Linked DNA regions of Sus scrofa: region 2 is linked to region 1. Evidence: chromatin contacts called from public Hi-C data. All regions are on one chromosome and are shown on one strand. Each heading gives the region's core, a stretch centred on a gene start, on an enhancer-like site or on the middle of the called end of the contact. The rest is flanking DNA. Distances are from core to core; before and after follow the strand shown.

Region 1 (3,358 bases), core at 573-3,072:
GTCTTCCACTTCCAATCCTTTTGTATTTCAGGTGCTTATTTGTAAATCTAAAGACATTAGCAATGTCAGAGGTTCTGCTCCATTCATTTGTCTAGGGATTTATCATCAAAATATTCCTTTTATATCAGCAACTTGGGGTCTTACGATGATAAATAATCCGGGGTTCTATTTTGCAATGATCTTTCAAACAGAGGGCATATGATTATAATATGTACAGGATATAATAGCCAACAATTCAGGGTCACGAAGAGATGGGTTGATGACAATTATTTAACGTTCCTTTGGCTTAAAGAGAATACTATATTGCTGAAGCAATTTTGAAATGATGTGTTTAACTTTCCATCTCTTAGGGGAGGCAATGACTGTATTATATGTTATCTGGGTGAAAACCGTTGTACCAGAATTACAGTGAGTGGCCACATAACAGAGGCAGGGCTGAGATTTGAGCCCATGCCCCTTTCATTAAGCTACCCTCCTCCCAAGAGGAACGCCTTTGGCCCAGCCAGGCTTTTCTGTGAGCCTCTTTTACTTATTTATTTACTTGTCTTTTTAGGGCTGCACCCATGGCATATGGAGGTTCCCAGGCTAGGGGTCCACTTGGAGCTGTAGCCTCTGGCCTACTCCACAGCCACAGCAACTTGGGATTCAAGCCACGTCTGTGACCTGCACCCCAGCTCACGGCAACGCCGGATCCTTAACCCACTGAACGAGGCCAGGGATGGAACCTGCATCCTCATGGGTACTAGTCGGGTTTGAAACCGCCGAGCCACAGCAGGAACCCTGGTGAGCCTCTTTGAGAAGAAGGGCCTCCAGTGGCTAAGAGATGCTCAATCACCATGGTTCCCTCTCTGTTCTTTGCAAGGCAGGCGGCGATGATGTGCCGGGGGAGGTGGGGATGGAAGGCAACGAGGAGGCCGAGGCTCTCGATACTGGTGGCAGCCGGGAGCGGGCAGGAGATGTCACTCCTCTCCTGCTCACTGCAAACATGGGCACGAGGGGTCGGACCCTGAGATAGGTTTAGTGACAACACTTCTGTGTGTAGCAGGGAGATGCGGGGTCTCAGGGAAGAAGGAGAAGCTGAATATTTACTTGGAGGAAAAATCTCTACTTTTCTAAGGACTCCTGGCCATGGCAGTCGTACTGCTGATTGGGAAGGGTCTGCTCAGCTCAGCTCAGCTCCCCCGGCGAGGTCTGCAGCCCTGTGCCACGTGAGCAAAATGGTGTTTCCTCCTGGGAACGATTTGCTTTATTCTTTGGTGCTTTCTTGGGCTTCATCTTGTGCCAGACCTGAAAATCTGGAGCTGTCAACTCTAGGCTCGCCCCCAGAGAGCTTGGTGGCAGGGTTCCAGTTCCTTAACAGTGGCGAAGTGTGAAGACTCTTCTGCGTGCAGGGTAATATTTCTGGCTTTGTCCACTGTTGGCACCATAGACACGGGCTCAGGGTGGCCAGAGGAGCTTTAGTGGATGATGAATGTTTGTTTAGAATGATGATCCAGGGAACTGAGTTACAGTACAGCCTCTCGGCAGCAGGCCTGTCCTGGTCTAGAACATTCCCTCAAAGAAATTCTTGGTTTGGCAGTAGCCCCAGGTCAGATGAGGCCAAAGACAATGAACCTTTGGCTTGGAGTTGCTCTTTACTCCCCAGAACGTCCTTCGCCTGCCCATGGCTTTGTGTGCGGTAGGCATCTTCCTGTCCTCTTCCTGCTCCATCCGAGACCTGAGTGAGTGAGGGGCTTGTGGGCTTATGTCTTCGTTGCCCCTCTGCCCAGGCTCCATGACCCAGAGCCACGGATCAGCACCCTGGCCTTGGTGTTACTACTACTCCTGGAGCGTCAGACAGAGCTCGGTCATTCAAAGCAGCCGTTCTGTTCGCTGCATGCCACGCATTCTAAAGTATGTGACTTTCATCTCATCCTCACAGCCTTCCAGGTAGCTAAGGGAAAGGCTATTACGCTCTTCGAGGATGGAATTCAGTGACTTAATCAAGGTTACAAGAATGATAATCAGGGGCATCAGGACTCGAGCCAGGTGTTTCTGATTCCTGGATCTGTACCCTGAGGCAGACAGACTGTAGCTTGCAGGCCAGACCTGGCTGCTGTCTGTCTGGGTGTGACCTCCAAGCCAAGAGTAGTTTTTACATTTTTAAATAGCTGGAAAAAAACAAAAGAAGACTAGTTCAGGACACATAAAAATTAAATGTAATTCAAAGTTCAGTGTCTATGAAATTAACTTATACTGGAACACAGACAGATTGACTCATTTATACCCTGTCTGTTACCCCGTTTTGTCCTCATTTTCTAAAACTTCATTTATTTTTTCTTGAAATGTAGTTGATTTACAATGTTATATTTCTGGTATGTAGCAAAGCAATACAGATCTCTCTCTCTCTATGTGTATGTAGGTGTAGATGTGTGTGTGTTATGTATATACACACACACACACATTCTTTTTCATTTTCTTTTCCACTGTGGTTTTTTAAGTATAATATATTGAATATAGTTCCCTGTGTTATATACGCCAAGACCTCGCCATTTATCTTTTCTATACGTAATAATTTGCACCTGCTCATGCCAGACTCCCAGTCGCTCCCTCCCCTGCCCCCTTCCCCTTGGCAACCACAAGTCTGTTCTCTATGTCTGTGAGTTTGTTTTGCAGATCAGGTCATTCGTGTCGTAGTTTAGACTGCATAGACACGTTGGTATCATAGAGCATTGGTATGAGCCTTTTTATGCTACAGCGGCAGAGTCGGGTTGTTGGGACAGAGACGTTATGGCCCACAGAGCCTAGAATATTTCCTCATCTGTCCCTTTTTAGGAAAGTTTTGTCAGCCACTGTGATAGATGATCAGTAAATAGAGACGCGTGGTACAGTCCGTCTGTATTGTTTGCTAAGGCGACCGTAGGCTGCCACAACAGATGGTGCAAACTGGGCAGCGGCAAACAACAGAAATGTATTGTCTAACTGTTCTGGAGGCCAGAAGTCCAAAATCAAGGTGTCAGGAGGGAGGGTCAGACTCGGAGGAGGGTCCTTCCTTGGCTCTTCCTAGCTTCGGGGACCCCACAATCCTTGGTGTTCTTTTGTTCGTGTCTGCAGCCGGCCCGTCGCTCTCTGCCTCCATCATCTCTTGGCTGTCTTCACGCATCATCCCTCTGTGTGTGTCTGTGTCCAGATGTCCCCATTTTATCTTTATTATGTATGTATCTATTTATTTATTTTATGGCTATACCTTAGGCACATGGAAGTTCCCGGGCTAAGGGTTGAATCGGAGCTGCAGCTGCCAGCCTACACCACAGCTCACAGCAACACCGGATCCCTAACCCACTAAGTGAGGCCAGGGGTCGAACCCGCATCGTCATGG
Region 2 (3,215 bases), core at 327-2,826, 370 kb after region 1:
AGGTTCTTAACCCCTGAACCACAGTGGGAACTCCCTGTCAGATTCTTTTCTCACATAGATAATCACAGAATACTGGGTAGATTCCCTGTGCTATACAGCAGGTCCCCCTGGCCAGCCATTCTGTACACCTCAGTGTGCCTAGGCCAGTCCCAAACCCCCCGTTCATCCAAAGATGACTTTGCCAAGTTTAGAGTCAGAGGTCAGGTGAGTGGATGGTGTGGCAGTGACGCCTCCTGTTACCCGGAAGTGCTCCGTCAGCACACTCAGAGCCATTGCCTTCAGAGGGGGCCTGGTCTCCATTACCGCCTGGGGTTCCTACTTTGTTCCTGAGAGATGTTTCTGCATATCTGGGGGTGCCCGCCCCTGGGCCCCGCACCGCTCCCCACCAGCCCGTCACTCACGAGTCCCGTAGGGGTGCCCTCCTGACACCATCTCCTTCTGGTCGGTGACAAATGCAGTTTGCCTGCCCATCCCTCCCCGTCTCCACAGCCCAGGCATCTGCCGGCTCCTTGAAAACATTTGGATCAGAAGCGGGTCCTTGAGCTGGCAGGCGGTGTGGACAGTTCCTCTTCCATGGGCAGAGAAGAGTCAGCTGGCGGGGCGACCATCCCACAGCGAGCGTCTGGGTCTGACTCTGTCCTCACAGACGCCAGGGACCAAAGATCCCGGACGGCACGTTCCCTCTTCTGATGCTTCCGGGCAGAAACGAGGAAGCCTGCCCTGGAGCTCAGGGGACCTGTGACCACCTGAACCGGAATGTAGATGGCCTGCGATGTGCCTTTGTGTGTGTGTTGCTGTGTATTTTCCCTGAAGAGCAGGTCTGTGTATTCCTAGAGATTGCGAGGAGTCAGAATTCCTCCAGCGTTTGCTAAGCGGCTTCCTGGAGTGTAACCATTCGATTCCTCAGGCCGGCAAGTGGTCTTCTTGGGATTCCAACACCTACGCGCCAGGCAGGTCCACACAGAGGCCCATCTCACCGTCTCCACGACTGGGCAAGGTCCCCGGGACGCCCTGCTTCATGGACGGGACAGTGGAGGCCCGGAGAGGTCAAGTAACCCGCCCGGCAAAACCAGGTTTTCTGGATCCCAAATCGCTGGGTCGCAAGGACCTCCGGCCGAGGTCGTGGCCATCTGCTCGGAGCTCTGAGAGGGCCTGACGGGGACGCCTCTGAAAGAGGGCGCTGTAGGTGCACCTGCAGGCAGCCGACTCACTTCTCTGCAGCCCCGAAACTAACGCAGCATCGGGGGTCGCCTAGACGCCCGTAACATTCATAAAACAAAACGAAACAAAAAAGTCGATATTCGGATAAGGGCCGGCAAACCTCAGAGCTATTGAGGGTTCGGTTCCGGACCAAAAACCATATACATGCAGCCTGTGGACGGTGCCAGGCTGGGGGGGACTCGGAGCTGCAGCTGCCGGCCTGCCCCTCAGCCTCGCGGGATCCGAGCTGCGTCTGCGACCCGCGCGGCGGCTTAAACTTAGCCGGCAACTTCCCCGGCCCAACCCGCGGGGTGCGGCCCGGGGTCCAGCGCACACCCGATGGACACTGTGTGCTGCTCTTCACCCGTGAACCCCCGGGGGAACGCATGCTTTACCAACATTTAGAAAGCAGAGCGAGTCACGTGAGAGTTGGAGCCCAGCCTGCTCCCGAGGAAGATCGGAAGCTCCAGCCGCGGGTCTGCAGGCCCGGGCTCCCCCCATCGATCGAGGAGGCCTGGGGCGGAGTAGCCGGCCCTCTAGCTCTCTGCCACCCTCCCGGGCTCTCCTCCTGGCCCGCCCGCCCTCCTCCGCCTCTGGGGGCCTTGGTGTCTGAATTTTCGGCTCCCGCCTTCTCCCGCTCTTTCCTTCCCTCTCCGTCCCCTGGTCCCCACTCCCCCATCCCTCCATCCTGAGAACTGGGGCGGGAGAGGCAGGAGGCCCAGAGGCTGCCTCCCCACCAGGGCGGGAGCTCCGCGAGGAGGAGGGCCAGGTGGCCCAGGGCATCCCCTGGTCCCTCAGTGTCACCTTCCTAGCGTGTCCCTTAAAAAGAGAAGGAACGAGCTGACACACACACGGGTTTTCAATGCCAGTTTTATCCCAGCTGTCTTGTCTCTCAACACAAACAACAGCAGAGGGACTCGGCGGTGCTGAGAAGACAGCTGCAAGGACTCTGACTCGGTCCGTGTCTTCCTGTCCCCTGGACACGGCCAGACACTCGCACCCTGGGTTCCTTGGCTGCAGCAGGCTTTCTGGGACTCTGGGCCTGTGATTCTTTGATTTCAGCATTTGACTCGTGTGAGGGTGAGCATAGAACGTGATTGGCTGTTCTGCTGTGGACTTATTTTATGGATATTTTTAAAGTGTGACTTATGGTAAAATTACATCCATATATATATTACATACATAAAATACATACACACACACACATATATCATGAGGACTTGGGTTCGATCCCTGGCCTTACTCAGTGGGTTAAGGATCTGGTGTTGCCTTGAGCTGTGGTGTAGATCGCAGATGCAGCTAGGATCCCGAATTGCAGTGGCTGAGGCGTAGGCTGGCAGCTGCCACTCTGATTCAGCCCCTAGCCTGGGGACCTCCCTATGCAGCAAGTGCAGCCCTAAAAAGAAAAAATAAAAACATAAATAAATAAATAAACAATAAACAAAGCTTAGGAGTTCCCTCGTGGCTCAGCCAGTTAAGGATCCAGCATTGTTGCTGCTGTGGCTCAAGTCACTGCTATGGCGCAGGTTCTGTCCTTGGGCCTGGAACTTCTGTAAGCCGTGGGCACAGCCAAGACAATTAAATAGGTTTTTTTAGTGTGTCAAAAAAAAGTTCCAACATACCCTGCTTTCTCTTTTGCAAGTCTGGAAGGCAAGAGATGCGAAGGAAGGTTTGCCCTAGAGAGACGGCGTGACTAGGGATCCCGTCCCAGTGGCCAAAGTGCACGCACCAACTCCACGACCAGCTTTCTCCCTCAGTTCAGGGGTGAGAAGAGTTGAAGATCAGTCCTCAGGGAGAGGGTGGATGTGTGACTCCGCAGGAAACCCAGGAGGCCCTGCAGGTGGCCGGCGCTTCGTGCCCCGCTCTGTCCGACGGGCTTGTCTTACATAGAACGTGGCTCCAGTGCGTTTGCTGAGTGGAAACCTGTCTTCCCACCGGAACTGAGCACCCGCGGCAGAGACGTGCCGTTGGGATCTCTGGCTGATCTTCGGTAGAGAGGGCCTCGAAATTCACTG

Evidence for each region. Hi-C and Micro-C count contacts between places; a contact is called where the count stands out from the background.
Region 2: a Hi-C map of adipose tissue shows a contact between it and region 1, with 6 times the contacts expected there. The contact joins two enhancer-like sites. A contact is called at or near these places in 1 of 5 promoter capture datasets (liver), 22 of 47 Hi-C or Micro-C datasets (adipose tissue, alveolar macrophages, blood and 12 more) and 2 of 2 datasets of contacts at active chromatin or transcription factors (alveolar macrophages and skeletal muscle).

The regions. Positions count from the first base shown.
Region 1 is chr8:136,241,344-136,244,701 of Sscrofa11.1, forward strand. It overlaps a transcript of RASGEF1B not described here. Among named protein-coding and RNA genes, the nearest start is that of RASGEF1B, 310 kb to the right of the region's middle. Within about 2 kb of position 1,823, at least 3 of the 83 cell types and tissues checked have an H3K27ac peak or open chromatin away from gene starts, as enhancers often do. A contact at or near this core is called in adipose tissue, where this site is marked.
Region 2 is chr8:136,616,130-136,619,344 of Sscrofa11.1, forward strand. No RefSeq gene overlaps it. Among named protein-coding and RNA genes, the nearest start is that of RASGEF1B, 62 kb to the left of the region's middle. Within about 2 kb of position 1,577, at least 12 of the 83 cell types and tissues checked have an H3K27ac peak or open chromatin away from gene starts, as enhancers often do. A contact at or near this core is called in adipose tissue, where this site is marked.